2 separate regions of the Macaca mulatta genome follow, and region 2 is linked to region 1. The links are chromatin contacts, called in public Hi-C maps. All regions are on one chromosome and are shown on one strand. The core of a region is the stretch at or near the end of the contact, and the rest is flanking DNA. Distances in the headings are between cores, read along the strand shown.

Region 1 (6,482 bases), core at 3,131-5,630:
GGGACGACAAGCCACAGACTGGGTCTTCAGGTGCACAAAATTGTCATTTTCTTCTTTTGAATGATTGAATTTAATTTAGTTCTTGACAGCTTTTGATGCTTTCGATCACTTAAACTTGCCAATTCAAGTAAATTAAAACTTAAGTTCTAGTGTTCAATAGCACAGCAAGGTGACTATAGTTAAAACAATTTATTGTATACTCCAAAATAGCTAAGAGAGGCTTTCAAATGTTCCCAACATAAAGAAACAATAAATGCTTGAGGTGATGGGCATCCTGATTACCCTGATTTGATCATTACACACTGTACTTATATATCAAAATATCACACATTCCCCATAAATATGTACAATAATTATGTATCAATTAAAAATAAAAATAGAAAAAGTATGCATACTCAAAATCAAGCATTAAAAAAAAAGAAACATAAAACTTAGCTGCTTTTGGCTGGGCACAGTGGCTCATGCCTGTATTCCCAGCACAAGGATTGCCTGAGTTCAGGAGTTCGAGACCACCCTGGGCAACATGGTGAGACCCCGTCTCTACTGAAATACAAAAAATTAGCCAGCATGGTGGCACATGCCTGTAGTCCCAGCTACTGGAGAGGCTGAGGCACAAACATCGCTTGGGCCTAGAGGCAGAGGTTGCAGTGACCTGAGATCACGCCACTCCACTGCACTCCAGCTTGGGCTACAGAGTGAGAGTCAGTCTCTTAAAAAAAAAATCTAGCTGCTTTTAGGTTTAGAGACTCCCCCTTTTCCTGTCCCTTCTGCTGCAGTGACCTGGGGCAGGTCCCTCTGTGTGCCCTGTCCTGCTATTGTTACTCTGGCCCACAGGTTGTATCTTCAACATCCCAGCTTTTGTCTTTTCTACTTATGTGTGGGAATATTGGCAATGCTGTCTGCTCCTCCCACTCTCCCGCTGCACGTCCCCTCCGCCCGCACACCCACCCCCACATTCACTGCCAACCCATCCACCAACCCATCGCAAGGCTGCCCCCAGGGCTCTTCGCCCAGGCCGTCTACCCTCTCCATCCTGGCTCAGGCTGCACAAGAGGCTCCTCCGCAAGGTTCCTAGGTCCAGTGGCCTCACTGTCAAAGCCCCAACACCTCTGCTCCAGGCCCCAATAAACTGGCCTCCCAGTTCCAAACCATACCTGCTATGCAGGGCCAGTTAAACCCCCTGAGACTGGGCTCTGCCTCGGTCCCTCCCACCGGAACTGGGGATGCACAGAACGTTCATCTTCACTCCGAAGAGCATTGCTCCAAGACCTCCAGGCATCAGCTCTTGAGATTTAAAATCAAACTTTGGGAAGCCAGAAAGCCTGTTTTTTCCAGGCCGTCACTGCCGTACACCTTTTAAGAAGCGATTTTGGGCCGGGCGCGGTGGCTCAAGCCTGTAATCCCAGCACTTTGGGAGGCCGAGATGGGCGGATCACAAGGTCAGGAGATCGAGAGACGATCCCGGCTAACACGGTGAAACCCCGTCTCTACTAAAAAATACAAAAAAATAGCCGGGCGAGGTGGCGGGCGCCTGTAGTCCCAGCTACTCGGGAGGCTGAGGCAGGAGAATGGCGTAAACCCGGGAGGCGGAGCTTGCAGTGAGCTGAGATCCGGCCACTGCACTCCAGCCTGGGCGGCAGAGCGAGACTCCGTCTCAAAAAAAAAAAAAAAAAAAAAGAAGCGATTTTGAAGCACAAAGCCACGGGCTGCTTCTGATCTCACTTTCCTTGGACAGAAGCTTCAGCTTGGAAGGTCTACTTTTTAAGGATAAAGGGAGTTAGGAAATAAATATTGTGATAGGCACTTTTAAAAATGTTACCCTTCTCCATTTGTACCCTAACTTAATCTCTGCATTCCTGAGGAAGATACAAAACAAAACTTGTTTAGCTGACTTCCCTTCCCCCTCTTCAAGAAAGTAAAGGAGTTTTTCTCCATCCAGAAAATTTATTCCCTGATTTATTCTCCAAAGTTCTCCAAGGTTGGGTAATCCTAGAAAGAGGTGTTACTCCTCTCCCAGAAGCTTGGAGTCCCTTGGCACTGCCTCACTCCCCAACCCAGCTGGAAGAATGTTGATTATCGCTACTGTTTTCCAGAAAATGAGCCTCTAAAATTACCACCACCCTGAACTGAAGCAAGCCGGTTGCTAATCAATAAATGTCCACTTGCAATTAGGATAACACATAGTTCTCTGAGCTGAGAGCTAAATTGGTAATTGCTCTTCTGTTATTTCCCATGGTTAAAAAAAAGGCCAGGGGGGTGGTTGAGTAACCTGGCTTTTTGTTTCAACTTTCATTTTCAACTTGAGAGCAAAGACAATAGCAGAAAGCCAGGTGGACTGGGCATTCTTCCTTTTGTTTGCCTGCTTGAATACTTGTGTTTGGAGCGTGTGAGGGGTGGTTCCAGGTCACTTAAATGTGCAGCAGTCACTCCCCTCTTCACTCAGTTGGGGGGCTGTCGATTCTGGCTGCCCCCGCCATCCTTCTAAGGCTAGTTCTTTGTGGTCGTTATTTCTGTATGTGGTCTGTTCAGAGCAATGATGGTCTTGCACCTTCAGGTTTCATGGGATCATCTCTCGGGAGCAGGCGGATGAGCTGCTCGGAGGTGTGGAGGGTGCCTACATCCTTAGAGAAAGCCAGCGGCAACCAGGATGCTACACGCTGGCTCTCAGGTGAGGCGCATTTCACTCCTTGTTTTCATTGCTGTACAAGTGGCTTCACTGATGTTTGCCCATTTTTAAGAATTGCAGTAGAATATACATAACACAAAATTCATCGTTTTTCCCATGTTTATTTTATGAGGGGGGGATCCCACTCTCTCACCCACGTTGGAGTACAGTGGTACAATCACTGCTCACTGCAGCCTCTGCCTCCCAGGATCAAGTGCCTCCCACCTTAGCCTCCTGAGTAGCTGGGACCACAGGCACACACCAACATGACTGGCTAATTTTTTTTCTTTTTTCTTTTTTTTATTTTTATTTTTTATTTTTGTAGAGAAGGGGGTCTCACCATGTTGCCTGGGCTGGTCTTGAACTCCTGGGCTCAAGCCATCTGCCTGTCTCAGCCTCCCAGAGTCCTGGGATTACAGTCATCAGCCACTGCATCTGGTCTCCTTTTTCCTTTTTTTTTTTTTTTGAGACAGAGTCTTGCCCTGTCACCCAAGCTGGAGTGCAGTGGCGCGGTCTTGGTTCACTGCAAGCTCCGCCTCCTGGGTTCACACCATTCTCCTGCCTCAGCCTCCCGAGTAGCTGGGACTACATGTGCCTACCACTACGCCTGGCTAATTTTTTATATTTTTAGTAGAGACGGGGTTTCATCGTGTTAGCCAGGATGGTCTTGAGCTCCTGACCTTGTGATCCACCCGCCTCGGTCTCCCAAAGTGCTGGGATTACAGGCATGAGCCACCGCGCCCGGCCTCCTTTTACCATTTTTAAGTAAAATTCAGCGGCATTAAGTACATTCTCAATGTTGTGCAAACATCTCCATATCCATTTCCAGAACTTTCTCATCATCCCAAACAGAAATCCGCTACCATAAACAATTACCCTCCCTACTCCTTACTTGGTATCTTCACTTGTTTCTGAAGTACCAGCAGTCTATCAGAGGTTGTATACATTTCCTCAGTCACAGATGCTATCAGTAGGTGTGGACACTGGGACTCTGAGTATGGTCACACAGTAAACTGGAGAACCATCTGGAAAGCTAGTGTTTCTACAGCCACTTCTGCCTGCACCATCTAGCTGGCCGAGGCCACAGCATCTCTGCCTCAGCTCCCAGCAGCCCATGTTGAAGGAAAGGCTTCTTCACCTGGCCTTGCACGTGCAGACCTCAAAAGACCTGCATTTGCTCATGGGGTTCTCTCAGGGATCACCTTGTTGATCCCAGGAACCTGTCGTGAGGGCAGTCATGACCCTTCAGGCCAACGAGCCAGTAGAACAGGCTCTACTGAGCCTTTACCACAAAATCACAACTATTAAACATCACAGCACAGGAAAGACAGCACATTTATGGCACTTTTCAAACCTTGATCAAATATTTTCTGTCATTTGATCCTCGCCGCAGCCCTGTACGTTTTGGGGAAGGTATCCAATTTCAGAACTGAATTGTCTTTCAAAAGTTCGTTTGTGAACTCTTCGGAATTGGAAAACCCTCTCTCCATAGAGGGAATGGTGTCCGTGGGAGCCCTTCCCAGGCCCACAATGGTGTGTTCCATGCACCATCTCCCTATTATGGCTGTGCAGTGACACTTTCCAAGTTGCAATATGTCTACAACGTATCTTAAATAATGTAATTATGAGGATGAACTTAAAAAGCTATTATATCAGGCGCTGTAGGTGTGCCTATCTTCCCAGCGCTTCAGTAGCAGAAGCTGGCAGTTCTAGTGGGAAGTCAAGCAGGGGCTGTAGATGGAAGGCCAGGGCTCAGAGAGGAGGGAACCTATAGATTAGATTGTGGGGATGCTGGCAATGGCTCCAGCAGGGAGTTTAGCACACCTTATTGCTTCCCTTCTGTTGCACCAACTAGGGTGGAAGGCATGGGGTGCTCTGCTGGAGGTGGCAAAGATGCGATAATAAAGGGGCATCAGGACAAGGGGCAGGGCATCCCTTGCAGAGTAATTGCCAGGTATAGAGGAGAGCTGGTTCCCATTAAGTAAGTTTATAAGTAACATAGTTGTAAATCAGGCATTACCCTCTGACTTTTACAAATGAGAAGGATACTGACAATGACCTTAGTGATTTCTAGGATCAAACGACTCCATGTGACGGCCTGGGGTTAAGCCCCACCTCTGCCTTGTTCCAGGCATCTAAACTCAAGCAGGAACCGCCATCTCTTCAAGTGTCAGTTGCCTTTGCGGTAAAACAGGCATAACCGTTATACCATCTCAAAGGGTCTCTATGATCATTAGGGGGAAAAAATAATCACATCAAATGCTTAGCCCTATGCCTGGGCTACACTAAGTATTCAAAAAACGTTAGCTGCTGTTATTATCATTCCACACTGTGCTTATTTCTAACGTGGTTGTAATCCCTCATTCTGTCATGGGCAGGTTTGGAAACCAGACCTTAAACTACAGGCTCTTCCACGACGGGAAACACTTTGTGGGCGAGAAGAGGTTTGAGTCGATTCACGATCTGGTGACAGATGGCTTGATAACACTGTACATAGAAACAAAAGCTGCCGAGTACATTTCAAAAATGACAACTAACCCCATCTACGAACACATTGGATATGCCACCCTACTCAGAGAAAAAGTATCCAGAAAGCTGAGCAAGTCTAAAAACGAACCAAGAAAAACAAACGTCACACACGAAGAACACACGGCAGTGGACAAGGTGAGCTATGTGTGATGGAAACAGCCCTTCTCGTTTTAGTCCATGCCGAGTCAACAGGCGGGTTAACTATAGGTGCGATTTGCTGGAATGTTGGAGGAGAGCCACCCTCACCCAAAGAAGTCTAGAATGTTAGTGCCAAAGGGACCTTAGAAATCTAGTTCAGGCTGGGCGCGGCGGCTCACGCCTGTAATCCCAGCACTTTGGGAGGCCGAGACGGGCAGATCACGAGGTCAGGAGATCGAGACCATCCTGGCTAACACGGTGAAACCCCATCTCTACTAAAAATACAAAAAATTAGCCGGGCGTGGTGGCGGGTGCCTGTAGTCCCAGCTACTCGGGAGGCTGAGGCAGGAGAATGATGTGAACTCGGGAGGCAGAGCTTGCAGTGAACAAGATCGCGCCACTGCACTCCAACCTGGGTGTCAGAGCGAGACTCCGTCTCAAAAATAAATAAATAAATAAAAAATCTTCTAGCCCAGGCCCCTCATTTTACAGGTGAAGCCCAGAAATGTTTGATGATTTGTTCAAATTCATACAGTCAGACCTAGGACTTCTACCAAGTCATTTGTGGGTTTATTTGGAGTTTGAAAGAAAAAAAACCCAAAAACCTCCATTAGCGTGTTATGATGAAACACGGTTTCAGTTGCCATTTGAGGTGTCACTGGCTCCATCTGTAGTTCCACCCAGCCTGCCAAATATGTGATATTTGTATTTGCTTCTCTTAGGACTGGGTGACTGCCCATGATCCACAGGTCAGGTCTCTTGAAGGTGGTCTTACTTAGATAACAGGTTTCACTGACAGATATGGGAGCATTTCACTGACAGATATGGGAACGCGGCTATCTCTAGGAAGCTTAGAAAGACAGGCTGTCCTTTGCCCCAGACAAAGTTATTATGCCTCACCAAGGATTTAAAAAACTCCTAAGTGGGCACATATGCAGGCGGGGGTGGATTGTGGCAGGAGGTGGCCGGGGAGATCTGATTTTCCTCTCCAGTAAGTTACTGTGTGTTTGAAAGGCACCACCAGAGTTTGCTAGCAGATTTTTTGGGATGTGCCCCTTGAGGGACCATCTGCTTTGCCTGGTCCTATCCGTTTCCTACTGAAGGAAAGTGATAGCCAGCCACGCCAGTCAGCCCCTGCAGAGTCGGTGCT
Region 2 (6,303 bases), core at 3,469-5,968, 470 kb before region 1:
CTTGAGGAGAGAGTTTCCTTTGCACCTGAGAACATCCATAGGGCAGGAGCTCCACATCTGGCCCAGTCCTCTAATTTTACTAAGAAGGCAACTCGACCACAGAGTCAATGGTGCACAGTAGGGAAGCAGGACCAAGACCTGCCAGTCAACACCACAGCTCACTCCTTTTGGCCTACATTTAGTTGCTTCAACCAGTAACCATGGTACATGATCTGACACTGTTAACCTTTTCTGTGAATCGCAATCCGCTTCCCCATATCCTGCAATGGCGTTGTGTGGCTTATCATTTGCCCTCTGAGAATATTTGATGCCTCAAGCGACACTCAATTCAAAGTACCAAGAAAATATTAGCTGGGTTTTTCATTCTTCTACCAGCGGACTGGACTTCACCTTGAATAGAATACCACTAATACCACTGAAGGAAAAATTTAAAGGAAAGAACATCACACAGTGAACACTACACAACTAGATTATTACAGATTTTTTCTCAAAAAATCTGCTGCCCTTCAAGGATCACTCCTCAGATACTCACTATATCAGCATCTTGTAGTTACCCAGATGTGTTTCTTATACTGTGTTGTAACTACAAGTTTATTCTTCTTCTCATTCTATGAATTTTTTTTTTTTTTTTTTTTTTTTTTTTTTGAGATGGAGTCTCGCTCTTGTCACCCAGGCTGGAGTGCAATGACACGATCTCAGCTCACTGCAAACCTCCGCCTCCTGGGTTCAAGTGATTCTCCTGCCTCCGCCTCCTGAGTAGCTGGGATTACAGGTGCCCGCCACCACGCCCGGCTAATTTTTTTGTATTTTTAGTAGAGACGGGGTTTCTCCATGTTGGTCAGGCTGGTTTGGAACTCCTGACCTCAGGTGATCCATCCACCTCGGTGCTGGGATTACAGGCGTGAGCCACCGTGCCTGACCGTTCTATGAAATGTTAAAGGCAGGACGTTCATTGCCAACTCTGTCTTCTGCAGCCCAGGCACAGTGCCAGGTGCACAGTCAGTCTTCATAAATGTTTGCTACTGCTTTGGACACCACAGTCACCACCACAGGAAGCTGACTGCAAGTCATGGGCCCAGGCCAGTAGGGCAACATTTTCCCAGAGCGTGGCATGTGGACCACAGCTGAGATGATTTTAGGTGGAAAGATGGTGATTTTAGATAGGACATGGACAAGGTATAAAACAACATTGAATCATATAATGAGAAAGTTATTCCTTACCCAATGATCCTTCAACATTTCTGATTTCTTTTTTTTTTTTTCAGACGGAGTTTCTCTCTTGTTGCCCAGGCTGGAATGCAATGGTGCAGTCTCGGTTCACTGCAACCTCTGCCTCCCAGGTTCAAGCGATTCTCCTGCCTCAGCCCCCCGAGTAGCTAGTATTACAGGTGCCCGCCACCATGCTTGGCTAATTTTTGTATTTTTAGTAGAGATGGGGTTTCACCATGTTGGCCAGGCTGGTCTCGAACTCCTGACCTCAGGTGATCTGCCCACCTCGGCCTCTCAAAGTGCTGGGATTACAGGCATGAGCCACCATGTCTGGCCAACGTTTCTGATTTCTTCAGGGAGAAAGTCTCTGGTGGTAATATGTATTCTCTCTCTCTCTCTCTCTCTCTCTCTCTCTCTCTCCCCATCAACATCTTTTGGACAAACTAAATACACCTGAGGCTGAAAGTCAAGAATGTTTAGCAGATGAAAATATCTACCTGGAATTTAACACATTGTTCTCAATACATCTGTTTATGACCATCTCTACTGCACAGCAAGTGGTAACATCAGTCTTTGTTTTCCATCTCTGGGTAAGGCAATTGTACTCAGCAAATACCCCTGGTGTGCCCCTCTACTTCCAGCCCCTTTGCACTTAGGGGGGGTCATGTGACTGGTCTTCACCAATGAAACGGGGTGGAAACCTATACAACCTCTGGGCTAAGGCATTGACGAGCAGGTGCACAGCCCTCCAGTCATTCTTCCTCTGCATCAGTGGCCCTGGAGGTCACATTTTGAGATGGTGGCATTATACAATGGAATGAGCATGGATCTAGACATTGCCATCTATCTCCAAGAAAAGCTGCCCTGGAAAGTCATCTGACTTGCATTGGATTTCACATGAATGGAAACTAAACCTTTTTTATTTTAGTTTATTTCATTTTACTTTAAGTTCCAGGATACAGGTGCCCAATGTGTAGGTTTGTTACATAGGTATACATGCACCATGGTGGTTTGCTGCACCTATCAGCCCGTCATCTAGGTTTTAAGCCCTGATGCATTAGCTATTTGTCCTAGTGCTCTCCCTCCTCTCATTCCCCTATCCACCTACTGGTGCCCGTGTGTGATGCTCCCCTCCCTGTGTCCATGTGTTCTCATTGCTCAACTCCCATTTATGAGTAAGAACATGTGGTGTTTGGTTTTCTGTTCCTGTGTTAGTTTGCTGAGGATGATGTCTTCCAGCTTCATCCATGTCCCTGCAGAGGACATGATCTCATTCCTTTTTATGGCTGCATAGTATTCCATGGTGTGTATGTGCCACATTTTCTTTATCCGGTCTATCATTGATGGGCTTTTGGGCAGGTTCCAAGTCTTTGCTATCATAAATAGTGCTGCAATAAACATACATGTGCATGTGTCTTTATAGTAGAATGATTTATATTCCTTTGAGTATATGCCAAGAAATGGGATTGCTGGGTCAAAAGGTATTTCTGGTTCTAGATCCTTGGGAATCGCAACACTGTCTTCTACAATGGTTGAACTAATTTACATGCCACCAACAGTGTAAAAACATTCCTATTTCTCAACAGCCTTGCCAGTATCTATTGTTTTTTGACTTTTGAACAGTCACCATTCTGACTGGCGTGAGATGGTATCTCATTGTAGTTTTGATTTGCATTTCTCTAATGATCAGTGATGTTGAACTTTTGTTCATATGGAAAACCAAACCTTTGCTGTGTTAAGCCTTTGCAATATCAGGGTTTATTTGTTACTGTAACAAAGCCTAGACTATCCTGACTAATACAACAGTATTTTAAAACTTTTAAGGTTATAAATGAGTGAATTTAAAGAAAATATTAACTACATAATGGTCCAGGACATAACAAAAATGTTTGAAAGCAATACTCAAATGCCACCAAGTGCTTAGAGTCTTAGAGTTGATTCTACAAAAGAGTGGAAAGTCACTCCCCACCTCTTCTCATCAGGTTTCCCAAGAGACCTGGACCAGGCTAGGGTAAAGTGCAGCCCAGGGCTATAACAGAATAAAGTGAAACTAGTTTCAAGGATCAAATTTGCTGCCTTTCTGGCAACCAGCTGAATTAACTGACTCTAAAAAGCAGAAGCAGTATAATTAGAGTCATTAGGAGTCCAGAGAAAAAGACTTAAAATTACCTACTTTTCCCTGGGTGGTATGACAAACTCTCACTATTTTTGATTTTATGAAGGTCAGCTTTCCTACAGCTCTGTCACTCTATAGATTGGAAGCATGATTTCATACCACGTACTTCAAGGCCAATTTTTCCTTGTCCAGTACTCATAGTCTCACGTGAAGTCCATGTTATTTGTTCATTCCCATTACGCTAGACAGAGAATGGATGCACACATAATTTTCGTCTTGGGGATGATTTAGTAATGATCAAAAGTGAAACTGTTTCAAAGTGGGAAGCAAGGTGCACAGACTCACTTGCCTCCAATTGATTTCTCTTCCTCAAAGAAAAGTCCGGATGGAAGGAACCTTGAGACTTAGGTACCTCTGGGGTGCTGTGACAAAGTAGAAAAAACACGAAACAAGTCATTAGGGAACCCGACTCCAACACTAGTTCAGTTGTTTAGCTTTGAACAACTCCCCTTGCCTCTCTGTGCCTGTGTTTTCCATCTTTAAAATGGAAATATCAACAGTTACCTTAGCCAGGTGCCTTGTAGTGATGTGGAGGCAGATCATAGGCACGACAGTGCTGTGAAAATCGCATGACCAGCAGCTAACTGTGAGTGCTGGGTTCCTACCACATAATGGACTCTGTGCTGGGTACTTTTCACACTTATCTCATTTAATCCTCAGAACAACATATGCAGAAATTGTACCATTATCCCCTTTCTTTTTTGTTTTTATTTTTGTTTTTTTGAGACAGAGTTTCACTCTTGTTAACCAAGCTGGAGTGTAATGGCGCAATCTCGGCTCACCTCTGCCTCCCGGGTTTAAGCAATTCTCCTGCCTCAGCCTCCCAAGAACCTAGGATTACAGGCATGCACCACCTTGCCCAGCTAATTTTTTGTTTTTAGTAGAGACGGGTTTCGCCATGTTGGTCAGGCTGGTCTCAAACTCCTGACCTCAGGTGATCCACCTGCTTTAGCCTCCCAAAGTGCTGGGATTACAGGCATGAGCCACAACACCTGGCCTAACCCTTTCACATATGAGAAAACCAAGACTTAGTTGGAGAGGGTCAGTTACTTCCTAGAAGTCACTCAGTTACCAAGGGGTGGGGCCAGAACTCAAAGTCAAGTGCCAGTGGCCTGGGAGCTGGGGCCCATGTGAATCCCTGCCCCTCAAAGCAAGGCGTGGCTTGTTATCAACTCTGGGTCTGGCTTCTCTGGACTGTGACACAGCCCCATGTTTTGAAACTCCATTTTTCCACACGGGGTTAATCCAAAGAGCCTGCTGGGAGAGGAGAGACCGCTGCAAACCCTGCCAGCATGTTACATGCTGCTTAGCAACCAGTGAAAACAAGCAGCTCTCTAGCAGGAAGGGAAAACCAGCCTCAGGCTGCAGAGGAGGAGTGAAGAAGGGGGAGACACAGGGCCCTGCCTAATCTGGTTGGGTTTGTGTGGCCATGGGCACACGCTAATCTGCTTTCCCCTTAGTGTTAACTGGTCACTATGCTGAGGAGATGCCAGGACCAACAAGGAAGATAGCAAATGAAAAGACCTCATCACCTAAGTTCAACCTCGATCTTGGCATTTAGGCTGCCTGTAGAAGGTGGGTGCAGGCACCAGCCCTCAAAGGGCCTGGAGATAAGCCAGAAAAAGAGCTCAGTTCTCCAAAGCCACCGTTGACTGAGACTCTAAGAGAAGACAATTTCAAATGAATATGAAGGCCTTGATAAAGCTCCACCCATCCAGGAAAGAAAGTAGGGGAGCATTTCAAACTTTCAGCTAAAAGGTTTGAGGTTACAATAACCTTCAGCTTGCCCAGGATATCTTTCTTTTGCTTGAGGAATTTCAAAACATCTCAAAATCTCACAGAAATCTTCATGCCTAAAATCTATGCAGTAGGAGCCACTTCATGAAAAGTAATTAATCACATGACATTTTGATTAATGTAAGGAATTTGAGGAATTGTGAGTTTCAGGAAGGTTGGTGAGAATGTCTTCTCAAAGGAGTTCTCTAACGGAAATAACAAGTGAAGTATCATGAATGGAAGACCAGCATATCTGGAAGCGAGTGTGTTCCTTGCCACTAACTGCCTGTATGTCTTTAGGCATGCCATTTATGTATTCTCTCATCACACATCTAAAGAACCAGGCTGGAGGAAAAGACACAATGGCCCTGTCTGGCCCTGGGGTTGCTTAATGTCTCCGGGGAAGGTTGAGGCCTGAACAAGCCAGTAGCATTTAGCGTGGTCCATGCACTATGTGTCACCATGGGAAGGCATTATGGAGTTGCTGAAGCTCCAGTGGAATCCAGAGGATGAAGACGAGCTTGGCATGTGTAGAAAGGGGAGACAGGTATTGCGGGAGGAAGGGACTGCACGCACTGCCTTGTGGGGGAGTGATGTGGAACTTCATGGATCAATGGGACTGGGGCACAATGAGTTTGTAGGGATATGGCGGGAGATAAACCTGGAGAAGTAAGCCAAGCTCAGATTCATTCCACAGTGCATTCAACACATCGAGCCCCTACCATGTGCCAAGCAATGTGAGAGCAACTGGGATAGAGAAAAATCCCTGCCTTTGCAGAAATTCCACTGGCACAGAGTGGAACAAGGTCCTGAAGAAGACAGGTGACGCACAGCATATGTTATATGACAAGGACTAAAGCCAACTACACCCATGAGGAGGAGGATAAGGAGGTTGCATTTTAGTTTGAACATTTGAAACATGTTCTATAGGAAGCAAGAGAACAAGCCTTGTTGGTGGCTAAGAGGAGAACATTCTAGAAGGAGCATATGAGACCTGAGTACTATCTTAGTTCATTTGTACTACTATAACCAAATCCCTGAGACTGGGTAATTTATAAATAATAGAAACTTGTTTCTCACAGTTCTGGAGGCTGGGAAGTCCAAACTCAAAGCACCAGCAGGTTGGTGTCTGATGAAGGCTG

What was found. A called contact is a pair of places that touch in the nucleus more often than the background predicts.
Region 2: a contact with region 1 is called in a Hi-C map of fetal cortical plate, with 2.5 times the contacts expected there. The contact joins two enhancer-like sites. A contact is called at or near these places in 9 of 14 Hi-C or Micro-C datasets (blood, cortical neurons, fetal cortex germinal zone and 5 more).

The regions. Positions count from the first base shown.
Region 1 is chr3:98,950,894-98,957,375 of T2T-MMU8v2.0, reverse strand. CHN2 (chimerin 2) reads left to right here. Exons shown (of 13, transcript NM_001261577.1): 5 at 2,555-2,668; 6 at 5,044-5,329. Among named protein-coding and RNA genes, the nearest start is that of PRR15, 160 kb to the right of the region's middle. Within about 2 kb of position 4,380, at least 3 of the 40 cell types and tissues checked have an H3K27ac peak or open chromatin away from gene starts, as enhancers often do. A contact at or near this core is called in fetal cortical plate, where this site is marked.
Region 2 is chr3:99,418,581-99,424,883 of T2T-MMU8v2.0, reverse strand. No RefSeq gene overlaps it. Among named protein-coding and RNA genes, the nearest start is that of TRIL, 26 kb to the right of the region's middle. Within about 2 kb of position 4,718, at least 18 of the 40 cell types and tissues checked have an H3K27ac peak or open chromatin away from gene starts, as enhancers often do. A contact at or near this core is called in fetal cortical plate, where this site is marked.